Regions from separate parts of the Mus musculus genome. Here region 1 is linked to region 2. Evidence: chromatin contacts called from public HiCAR-type data. All regions are on one chromosome and are shown on one strand. The core of a region is the stretch at or near the end of the contact, and the rest is flanking DNA. Distances in the headings are between cores, read along the strand shown. Region 1 holds the start of Acp6 (acid phosphatase 6, lysophosphatidic). Region 2 holds the start of Gm31183 (a long non-coding RNA gene).

The links. HiCAR-type assays count read pairs that join an accessible place to other places.
Region 1: a HiCAR-type map of kidney shows a contact between it and region 2, with 2.1 times the contacts expected there. The contact joins the promoter of Acp6 here to the enhancer-like site in region 2. A contact is called at or near these places in 7 of 39 promoter capture datasets (hippocampal neurons, liver, macrophages and 3 more), 6 of 484 Hi-C or Micro-C datasets (B cells, CD8 T cells, the HL-1 cell line and 3 more), 9 of 115 datasets of contacts at active chromatin or transcription factors (embryonic stem cells, epiblast stem cells, intestinal crypt epithelium and 3 more) and 2 of 9 other capture datasets (adipose tissue and liver).

What each region holds. Positions count from the first base shown.
Region 1 is chr3:97,154,278-97,160,417 of GRCm38.p6, reverse strand. Acp6 (acid phosphatase 6, lysophosphatidic) reads right to left here and starts at 1,641. Exons shown (of 10, transcript NM_019800.4): 1 at 1,053-1,641. The coding sequence starts at 1,250. n-TEctc12 (a tRNA gene) reads right to left here and starts at 2,333; the gene lies at 2,262-2,333.
Region 2 is chr3:97,100,063-97,105,967 of GRCm38.p6, reverse strand. Gm31183 (a long non-coding RNA gene) reads right to left here and starts at 4,876. Exons shown (of 4, transcript XR_375879.2): 1 at 4,823-4,876; 2 at 4,426-4,688; 3 at 3,571-3,666; 4 at 3,009-3,392. Within about 2 kb of position 1,792, at least 2 of the 459 cell types and tissues checked have an H3K27ac peak or open chromatin away from gene starts, as enhancers often do. A contact at or near this core is called in kidney, where this site is marked.

The DNA of each region.
Region 1 (6,140 bases), core at 392-2,891, 55 kb before region 2:
AGAGAGAGGAGGGGTGCAAAGAGGTGGGCATGTGTAGACAAAATGATAAGACAACCTGAGAGATCTAATGTTAAAGGCGTAGAGTGGGTTGCAGTGCCAGACAGAAAGTAGTACAGCCATAGGAACAGGCTAACTGGAGACCTGGTAAACAAACACCTGCTAAAAGATATTTATTTATGTGAGAGCTGCCCTGGTTGCTTGGCTTTTTCATGTGTAACCCTCTTTAAAGACCAGATCTTGGGTTGAAACTATAACTCACAGCCCTTCAGGAAAACAGAAATGACCATTAAGAGTATTTGCAACTGAACAAATACAGACTCCATGGGTAAATTCAACCCGGGGTGTTAGGGACTTCTGGTGCCCTTTTCTTGTATACTGTTAGGGGTTATTTTTTAAACAAAAAGCTAATTATTTGTGCTTTAATCATAATTATCCTGACTTATAGCCACAAAATTAGTTAATTAACTTTCCCTCCTTCTTACCACAAATCCTTTCCAGATTTCTAAACCTGACCTTAAAGAACCCCAAGATACAGTCCTTGTCCGCAATAAGACTTCACAAGATCTCAAATGGTCTCTGGCAAGCCCACAAGAAAAATCTGTATTAAGATCTGGTTCCAAAGGTGCCAGCTTGCTCTGTACTGCGGAAGCACTAAAGGTATCTCCTGGTACAATGATCTCTGTTATTAACAACCAGGCACTTACAAGGTCCTTGAACTCAAGTTCAACCACAGAACTACGAAACGTGACCCAACTCCACATCCGCAGAATCAGAATCTGCATTTAAATAAGAACCCCCGCCTGGGACATTCTTATGCATCTTTGAAAAGTTTCACTACACCAAGCAACTGAAAGTTTGGGGGGCAGGGGCTGCCCTAGCCAGGAAGGCTTACACACCACACCGGTGGTTTGGGATGAGCATGGGATGATGACTCCAGGCCACAGCCTGAGGGCCAGTCTACTGTTGTTTCCCTCTGGTCTGGACCCAGCCCGAGCCCCGACGGGGGACGCTAAAGTGTGTCCCCAAGAACCCCTCTGTGGGCCGCCTCTCACCTGCTCCTCCAGCGGGAGAGGCTTGAGCGGACTCCGTGCCCCGTGTCGAAACACCACCTGCACCATTTTCAGCTCCAGTAGGTTGCGGTCCACCGGACGCTGGCCATTAGGAGCCCGCTGCTCGGCCAGGGCCACCCGCCGCTGGTGGAAGCAGTAAGCCAGCGAGGTCAGGACACCCACGGGGACCCACACGCGCATGATGGAGGCTGTGGAAGCTGAGGGCTCCGCAGGCAACGCGGCTCAGCAGCTACTCAGAAGTTCGCGGGAACTGGAGGGCAAGTGCATCCAAGCTCTCAGAACAAGCGACTCTAGCGGGGCGACCCAGCGACAGTCAGGCCGGAGGTGGAGAGAAAGGGGTGGGAGCAGAAAGATTGTCTAGTAGTTTAAGCCTAGCGTCTGCCGGCCGCCCCTACTGCATGCAGGCTCAGTCAGGGCAGTTACTTGGACCTGAAACTTGCACTTCAAACCGTGTGAAGGGGAGGCCGCAAAAGCAGAAGTTCCTCGGACACCCGGGATTCGGGTCCACATTTTATAACCAAGCTCCCCACGCAATCTCCTGACCTCCCACGGACCTGCTCCAATTAAGTCTGCGCACAGGAGCACGGGAAAGTGAGTCCTGAGACTTCGTCCGATCTGGAAACTCAGACCCGTAAAAACTACAACTTCCACAATGCTATGCGCGGCCGAGGTCCCCAGGGAGGGCAGTTCCGTCGGCCCCCCGCCATGCTTAAGGTCCCGCCCCCCCCCCCCACGCCTCCCACGTTCCACTCCCAGTCCCGCCAGTCTTCAATTTAAGGCTGCCAAGAAGCCCCGGGTAATTAAGGGATTTCGTCTGTTTTTTTTTTTTTTTCCCTTGAGGCTTTGCCTGGGGTGAGTAGGGAGGAAATGAGGGTAAGGGGAGGCAGTGTTAGGATTGGTGGGCAAGGGGAGTAGTTTGAATGTGGAAGAATTCCCTGAAGTCCCCAAAGCAAGATTACTAAAGTCAAGACCTGAAACATCTATCAGCTGAGTGCTTCCTATTTGTGAAATTCCCTTTCCCCATTTTGTTTAAGAAAATTGAGCTAGGGATGTAGTTCAGCGGTAGAGCACTCTCGGGGCATGCGCAAAGCATTAGAGCCAGCGGTTTTTTTGTTTTGTTTTTGTTTTTTGTTTTTTCTCGAGTGATTATTAAGTACTTTTTTTAGAAAATTGTGAGAGAAAAAACAGTATTTCCCTGACCGGGAATCGAACCCGGGCCGCGGCGGTGAGAGCGCCGAATCCTAACCACTAGACCACCAGGGAAGTTAGGAGACAGAGGCTTGAGAGGGAAGATAGTAGACCTGGATTGGAGCCACCAAAGAGTGTCAGGAGAGGCCTGGAGGAATGGCGGTAGTGTTGTCAACATCTGAAGGCATTCTCCTAATCTTTTAACTGCGGAACAGTATCGTGGGCTTCAACTTCGAAATGAATTTCAAAGCAAACCAGTAAAAAATAGACTTGAAGTCTGTTTGGAATGGAAAGAAAAGCAACAGGAAAAAAAAAAAAAAAAGAAAAAAAAAAAAGAACATAACACACCTTACATGGCTATGGGCTTCTCACAGAATAGTCTCAGTTTATTAGAAGCCATTTGTAACCGATTTTAGGCAAAAGAGCTATGACAGAGAGATGCTTAGTGAGAGAACAAGACACCTGTGGATGGGTCTGGGCTTCCCATAAGAGATTCACAGCAAAATGTCTTAGCAGTTACCAGATACATTCTTTTAGTGACTCTCAAGATACATCTTGGCCCTGCGTGGTGGTGCAGGCCTTTAATTTCAGCATTCAGGAAGCAGAGGCAGGCATATCTTTGTGAGTTCAAGGCTAACCTGCTCTACAGTTGAGTTCCAGGATATCCAAGGCTACACAGAGAAGCCATGTCTGGGGAAAAAGAGAGAGAGAGAGAGAGAGAGAGAGAAGCACACCCCACCCCACCTCCTTCACATCTGGAAGGGTTGCTACACTTCACCCTGACCCCTTCTGGTTTCTGGTGCAACTAGAGGACAACTTCAGGGAACCTCATCTAGATTAGAGTCTGCTAAGGTAAAACCAGGAGCCCCTGCGGTTTCTAGTGAGAGTCTCAGATTGTGGATTTACAGCCACAAGGGGAGAATGGCCTTCAGTAAAGGAATCCTTGCTTGATGACTAGTGAGAGTGGGGACCCCCTTGTCTTCTTGTGTCCCAATAGTTTTCCTTGCCCTATCCTAGCTCAGACCCACTCCTTCAACTAGGTCTTACCTCTTTAAGAGCCAGTCAAGGTCGTAGGTGAGAGAGAAACTTTGTGATAGAGTCACTGCCTCCCCACAAGAGACCCACTGTGGACACTGCTGCATTTGAGACTGAACCTTCAGTACATGAGTTTTTGGGTAAACACTTAAGATCCAAAATAAAACACAAGACAAACCGAGACCTTCAGGGGCCCTGGGAAATACGACATTGGAACCTGAGTAGTGCCTTGGAACTCCTCCAGCTGGGGAGGGTGGCCCTCAGACAGGTGAGGGAAAGCATAGTACAGTTTCAGTATAAACAGATCCTAGTATTGGAGCAGCTTCAGCCTCTTTGGCTTTCTTAGCACGCTGGAGAGCCTTCAAGGCAATGGAAGGTTGGTATCTGGCTGCCCTACTTCCTGCTGTGGTGGACAAAGCAAGGCTGGTGCACACCCTGCTCCTCTGGCATCGTTGGCAATCACCGGGTGAGCATCATGAGTACCTTTGACCCAAGAGAGCAATAGCAGTGCCATCAGGGAGTGGGGGAGGGGGAGCCACAGCTGGTGAGGCTGGCAAAGGAAAGCACTACCTGTTAGCACCCGGGAGTCCTGACAATATGTACAGTAGTGGTAGTAAGCTGAAAGAGAAAAAAAAAAGTAAGAAGTCTTTAATCCCAGCACTCGGGAGGCAGAGGCAGGCGGATTTCTGAGTTCGAGGCCAGCCTGGTCTACAAAGTGAGCTCCAGGACAGCCAGGGCTATACAGAGAAACCCTGTCTCGAAAAAAAAAAAGAAAAAAAGAGAAAAAAAAAAAAAAAAAGAAGTCTTGAAATCATCCCGAAGTGGTGGCGCACACCTTTAATCCCAGCATTTGATAGGCAGAGGCAGGCGGATTTCTGAGTTCCAGGCCAGTCTGGTCTACAGAGTGAGTTCCAGGACAGCCAGGGCTACACAGAGAAACCCTGTCTTGAAAAAAAAAAAAAAGAAGAAGAAGAAGAAGAAGAAGGAGGAGGAGGAGGAGGAGGAGGAGGAGGAGGAGGAGAAGAAGAAGAAGAAGAAGAAGGAGAAGAAGAAGAAGGAGAAGGAGAAGGAGAAGGAGAAGGAGAAGGAGAAGGAGAAGGAGAAGAAGAAGAAGAAGAAGAAGAAGAAGAAGAAGAAAAGAAGAAGAAGAAGAAGAAGAAGAAGAAGAAGAAGAAGAAGAAGAAGAAGAAGAAGAAGAAGAAGAAGAAGAAGAAGAAGTCTTGAAATCATGCTCTGGGGACAGGCAAGGAGGGGACTCTGAGACAAGCTTATTTTGACCATGGTTTTACTATAAAATAGGGCTAGTTTGAGAAACAAGTAAATTTCCCTCCAGTAAATTTTCATGAGAGTTTCACTTAATATTATTTGAAACTCAGTGTTAGCCATGAGATTAACACATACAAACACAAACACACATACACACACATTCACTGTTTTATTTCCAGTGGTGAGCATGGTGTCTGATTCATTGTGAGTACTTGGTAAGGACCGGTTTAAAAGATGATAGACCATGGCATAGGAGAAGTGGAGAGGTCGGTGACTCTTACGTCACCGTTGCTTCCTACAAGAATCTCCCAAGAAGTTTAATTTTGAGCATGGTATTAATACTAAAACAAATATCAAGGGATGTGAGGATTACTTTCCTTTGACTTTTTTTTTTTACCTTGATGGTCTGGAATCGAGGAACATAATTTGCAATCTAAATATAATGTAAATGTGATGTTTTTCCTCCATGGTGTGAGACACTGTGGATTGAAAGGGAGCAGAAACAGAGCAAAGTCAGATAGCTGTGGCTGCAGTCCAGGTACGGAACCTGGTAAGCCGTTAACAATGGAAATTCAAGGGAGGAGGGAGAGAGGGGAAGGGTCAAGGATAGCCCTGGAGTACGTGGTCAGATGATCTCAGATGATGTCATACACCTTGGAAAGAGGTGAAATCGAGGCTAGCAAGTTAACTTGGATTGTGTGTTTTATGAGGTAGATACGTGTACTTGTGAGGCATCTGTATAGAAATGCCCTCTGTTGGACTGATGACATAGGCTGGAGATCAGAGTAAGAGCAGCCAAGGAGTGTATACGCAGGGTTTTTCAAGGCTCATCACTGCAAGAGTTTGTATGGATACAGTCTTGGTGCAGAAGGATAAGGAGACGTAATGAGGCCTGAGATACGTCTCTGAGGAGCTCTCCATTCAAGACCTAAGTATGAAGGGAACTAAGAAAAATTAAGAAGGAATAGATGCCTGACGTGTTTAGTCCCAGCACTCAGAGGCAGAAGCAGACGGACCTCTGAGTTTAAGGCCAGCCTGGTCTAAATGGAGAATGCCTGTAAGGTGAGACCCTTTCTAGAACAAAAGCAATCAAAACATAAAAGAAGGATGGAGTGGTAGTGTCAGAGGGAACTGAAAATACAGTGATAATAGTGGGAGGCCCCTGGGATGGAAGGCCCTGGGATCGAACACTGGTTGTCTGTGACCAATGGAGAGGAACAGCCTGGGCAAGCAGTGGGCAGAGGTTCAGTGCGTGTGGGAGTGTGTGGGGAGTGAGTGTCGACACCATCAGGGAGGTGAGCACATTGGGAGAAGAGTTCAGCCCAATGGCGGCACTGGGAGTGCTAGGTCCCTGACACTAAGGGAGACTTAGTCTTTTGAAGAGAAGTTTGTGTTTAAATGCTGATCGGTGGACAGTGAGGGAGAGGCTGAAGACGAGATGGGATAAAGGACCCAGAAAGCTCTTAAGGTAGAACAAGATGAGAAATGACTTTAGACCACATCATTAGCATCAGATGGAGAAATTGCACATCCTCTACACCGAAGAGAGAAAGAACAGGCACCACGGGGTACATTGATAAT
Region 2 (5,905 bases), core at 543-3,042:
ATTCATTAGAATCTCAAGGTTCCCTCAAACTTCTGGCACTCTCTGGCTTCTGTTCTTCCTAACTTTCTCTTTCTTCCTTTTTTCTTTTAAAGATTTATTTATTTATCTTATGTAAATGAGTACTCTATTTGCGTGTACCTCTACAAGCCAGAAGAGGGCATCAGATCCCATTACAGATGACTGTGATTCACTGTGTGGTTGCTGGGAATTGAACTCAGGACCTCTGGAAGAGCAGTCAGTGCTCCTAATGCTGAGCCCTCTTCAGCCCTCCTTTTTTTCTTTTTAAGGTACTTATAAAGATATTATTACTCAGGATTAAATTACAAATAGATAAATAGATTTTAAAAAGAAAACTGATGGGGAATAAATGTAAAATTAGGTCCTACAGTATTCCAGCTCTTGGTTACCTTGCTGGGTTCAGTGAAACACAAGAACCCATTGACTACCCAAGTCACAGAGGTCATGTGGTAAAAACAAGCGTAACAACCAAGTCTTCTGAAACCAGAAAAGATTTATATTCTTTGAAACCAAAATCCTTTCTACATCTATTGACCTTCACCCTAGAGCCTACTACATCACTTGTGGAAGGTCAATAGAGACATTTCCCTTGTGGGCAGTTCCTGATGCTGTGCTGCCCTGAAGTTTAGTAGCAGTGAGTTATTCTGGTTTCCTAGTAACCAAAGGACTGCCCTCACAATGACTTCATTGCCTGAGGCCTGGCTGCCAGGTTTCCTGTTGCTGATGGCGGTCAGAGTCCTGTGATTTCAGGTTCAGCCCCTCCTTGATCAATCCTTAGAATTTTATCCTATTCCTCCACTCTCCTCCATTGCCATGGTATGGTTGGAGGGAGTTTCTGGGCCTTCCTAAGCCTTACTGTCCTTAGTTCTAAAAGGGGCTGCACATATGTCATGGTTTCTAGACCTGTTAAATCAGGTGCTGTACTTATGTCACATATGGTTTTTTCATTCTGAAGAAACCATGTCTTTCAATTCTTTCAGGGTGCCCTCTTTCCCAAGAGCAGAGTCTCCTGTGTTGGGCACAACAGGAGCTCTGGATGCTTGGGCAGTAGAGCACAACAAGGTGGCCAATGAACCCTGCAGCCCTTCTGAGGTCCATGTGGCAATCAGCCATGGGTAGCACTGTGTTTCCAAGGACACTATAGAGCATTCTTTAAAGCCTGTTTCTCTGTTAGCTTATTCCAGAGAAACAGGGGGAAAAAAAAGCAAGTAGACCCTAAGAAGTAGAAGGAACACTCTTTTGTTCTCTATTTACTGAACTTTAGTAAATAAGTATTTTAAGAATCCCCCCTCTTCGTTCATTCTCTTAAATTTAACTTGAGACTTTTTCTTTTTGGTAACACTGCTAGTACAGTAAAGATTTCTTTCCTTAAAGAGAAGTTTTGTGTATTGATGAAAGGCAGACACCGAAGGAACCAATCTATCCATCTATCAATTCGTCTATCATTTATCTATCTATCTATCTATCATCTATCTATCATCTATATATTTTTATCTTGATTGTAGAGCAATTATCACAAGAGTCAAACATGCTTTTTGTTTGTTTGGTTGGTTTTTTGCCCCCAACCCATTGCACCCCAGACTTATTAGTCATGGTTTTATGAAAATTCAGCACACTATTTAACTTTACCAGTATGGACCTTAATAAAGTAATGTCTCTCTCTTCAGTTTGAGAAATAAAGAGACAAAAGTGTCCCCAAGGTTGAGAGAGAAGTCAGCCTGTCATTAGGAACTCAAGCATGCCAGCTCAAAGCATAACAGAACACTCAGGGCAGCAGGCACGGGTTCTCTGTGAGTGTGGACTTAATGAGTCTCAGAAAAGCCAGGGCCAGGTAGAGCTAATGATTACTTGTAGGAAGCTGCCCTCACATTTGCCATTACAAGATGGCGCTGACAGCTGTGTTCTAAGTAGTAAACATAATCTGCACACGTGCAGGGGCAGTTTTCCCGCCATGTGTTCTGCCTTTCTCGTGATGACAACTGGGCCAATGGGCTGCAGCCAATCAGGGAGTGACACGTCCTAGGCGGAGGATAATTCTCCTTAAAAGGGACGGGGTTTTGCCATTTTTTCTCTTGCTTTCTTGTTCTTGTTCTTTTTCTTGCTTTCTTGCTCTCTCTTGCTCTTGTTCTTTTTCTTGCTCTTGCTCTCTTGCTCTCTGGCTCCTGAAGATGTAAGCAATAAAGCTTTTGCCGCAGAAGATTCCGGTTTGTTTCGTCTTTCCTGGCCGGTCGCGAATGCGTGTAAGAATTACTCACTTTAATACTCACAGTTAGTAAAGGGGGATACCCTGTAGAGTCCTACCCTGAATCATTTCTCCTGGAGGAAAGGGGCAGGAGAGTGTGCCAGCTGAGCACAGGAACGTTGCTTGGGTGTAAGTAGAGGGGGAATTTTCGGTATCTACTGATGACGGTAGGCTATGTGCCTTGCCTGGTAAGACGGCAGAGGATTCTGCTTGGTTCTAGCCCCTTTACATACCTTCACATTCTCTTCAAAATTTGAGTGAGGTCCACCCAATCCAGATACCTCTCTAAAACAAGGATTTTTTTTTAAACCTTGAACACGTGAAGATGGTAGAATTTGGTTAAGTCAGAATGAGCCCATATTCTGGAATATTCTTACCACATTGCTCACTCATGCATGAATATACACAGAGCCACAGTTGACAAAGATCAACTGACAGTCACCTGCTATGCAGCTCTTTCTTCCAAATTAGTACATTCTCTCCTGAAAGGGTGTGGGGGTGCTCATAAGACTCCATAAAACTTCATAAGGAAACCAAAGAAACTTCCAAGGCTCAGGAAGTTACTGGAACTTATTAGACTCAAGTGTCCCAAAGTTACAGGACTTGCAAGCCCTCTCCCTAAGGTTATAAAAATCCAGTAGCTAATGCCTGCAGAGAAGTCTCTTCCTAGGAAGCTGCCTGCAGGTAGGGCAGGGAGCTTCAGGGATGCAGCCCCCAGGCTGGGGCTGGGCTTTTCAGTGGTGCAGCTGCCTTTGAGTGGCTGCTTCTGTAAGGACATTCCCACCCAGGCTTGTGTAAGTAATGCAAATAAACTCAGGTTCCCTGGACTTGAGTAGAGCATTTCTTTGGTCTGCCATCAGTGTCTTAGCTGGGGTTAATACACCTGCTTTCACATCTCCCCTAGAAAACACGTACCCAGCATCAGGAATCGGGTACAATTCACAATCCTGTTTATTTTGGACTTTAGGACTCTCTTCTATGCATTCTGCCAGTTTCCTTTCTAAACAAGCTGTGTGAGGTGTGTCTTCTTCTGTGGCTTTCTGCCTCTGTCTTCCTTACATACTGATGGTGGCTTCATTTGGCGTTCTTCACTTCCAGCCGTGCATTACAAGCAAACCTTTCCCTTCTTCCACTGAAAAAGGAGAGATTATCAGCAGAGGCTGCCAGGGACCCCACATCTACATGTGGGTCACTGCTACCCATTCCTTTTATCACAGTTGAACCCTCAGCCCTTCTGAAGACCAACTCTTCATTTTATCTTTGACCCACCTCTCCCCCACTTCAATACCGACTTCAGCAACTTCTCCAACCTTCATCTCCACTGTCCCAGAAAAGGTTCGTCAGCTTGCCCACGTGCAGGTGTGTCCCTTCCAAACTGCACACCACTTCTTGGCGTTAGTTGCTTTCTGCGGGTACATTCAGTTTCTCTTACTCGCTGTGACAAAGCCATGGTGTTTTTCTCCACTCCCTTTCTTCCATCAATCCCTGCAGGGCACCCAAACTGAAACTGCCCCTGGAGGGCCATGGAGGACCGTGGTGATTCTTGGAGTGTGCGAGCACACTTCTCCCTTGCAGTTACTACCCACTGCTCCCTCTCCCTCCCTCCCTCCCTCCCCCATCCCCTGCAGTCACCTTTCCCTGCTTTCCACCCTCACTACCCAGCCACACTGCCTCTGCTGTCCATCAGACTTCTCAGTACACCCTTTCCTCAGACCTTAGCCCTAGCCTCAGAATGGCGTACTTGCCCTAGACGTGTGCTTTCTTGGCTCCCAGGACCCCACCCCCACCCCCCATTTTTTCTCTCTCTCAAGACAAGGTTTCTCTGTGAGTTCCAGGCTGTCCTGGAACTCACTCTGTAGACCATCCTGGCCTCACACTCAGAGATGCACGTGACTCTACCTCCTGAGTGCTGGGATTAGAGGAGTGCCCACCACACCTGCCCCACCCCCCAACTCTTTAGTCTCTGCTCAGTGTCTCCTTTGCAAGCAAGACCTGTCCCAACCAGTGCACTTAAAAAGCAGCCACACTCAACTTTGCTGTCACTTCTAGGTCCCCTTTGTCATGCATGAGTTCACTATGGCTGTGTGACAAATTGCCCCCTAATTTAGTTTCTTTACATGACACTTTGTTCCTTCATAGTAAGTATGGTTTAGGGAGTGCTTTACCTAGGGTGGCCCTGGCTTGGGATTTCCTCTCCAGTTGCAGTTGAGTCAGCCGGTGCTGGGTGGGTGCTGACGGCTTGACTGGTGCCCAAGGATCTGCTCACAAGACAGATTATTGGCGTGGCTGTTGTTGGCAAGAGTCCTCCATTCCTCCCTCTGTGGGATTCTCCCTGGAAAGTTGAATATCCATGGAATAGCTATCTTCCCTCCAAGTGAGCAATCTGAAACTGGCAGAAGCTGCAGGTCACATTGGTCACGTGGGCAACCTGTATGGTGTGGTGGGAAAAGAGATTAGATCTTCCAGCGAACATAGTATACTACACCTGGCATCCCATATGATTTCCACATTTAAAATCTGTACTTGCAGGATCCCCGCACTAAACTGCTCAAGGGGAGTGACCTTGATCTGCCTTCCCGAGTGTTCTATCTTTAGTGTCTAGCAAGGTGTCTGGCGTGTAGCAAGAACTCAAATATTTAGCTAATGAATAATTGACTAGAAAGCTATGCAACGCTCTGTCTGCATGGCCTGATTATTATTCTGAGGCATCTCCCCTCTTCAATTATAAGGAGATGCGGCTTCAGCAGCCCTCTGCAGTTCTCTGAGCAGTTGGCAGCCTGGCTTTGTTCTGACCCAATCTATTTAGTCTGCTTTGCTGGAGTGAGTAACTTCCTGATAGATCTGATCTAAAACAAGCTCATTCTCATTCAGAACACACACACAGATACATAGACACTGACACAGACACATACACACAGAGATACACATGGACACACACACACAGATACATAGACATTGACACAGACACATAAACACACACACAAACAGAGATACACATGGACACACAGACACATAAACACACTGATGCATACACACACACACACAGATACATAGAAACTGGCACACAGAGACACACACAGATACATGAACACACAGAGACACATAAACACACACATACACACAGAGACACACACAGATACATAGACACTGATACACAGAGACACACACAGACACATACACACACATACAGAGATACATATGGACATACACATAAACACATACACACAGATACTCAGACACTGACACACAAACACATACACACACAGATACACATACACACAAACACACAGATACCACAGACACAGACATACACACATGCACAGATTGAGATTTTTTTAAATGACTTTATGCCCAGTATATGAAAATGTAATACACTCACTCAGTGTCCTCCAACTGAGCCAGACCTTCAGGAAGGAGGGAGCAATAGAGTCAGGGGAGATAATCTGTCGTGGGAACCAGATCCAGGGATAGGATGTCCTCCGTGAGTAAGGGAGCAATATGAAACATCTGGGTGGCCATTCTACTGTCACCAGAGTCCAGGAATTGCTGAGCAGAGAGGTAACCACTGTCCCCTCTGGGTCTCAGGGACAGAGACTCTGAGGCCTAAGATAAGGAGAGTTCTAACTGAGCTGTCACACAAGAGTT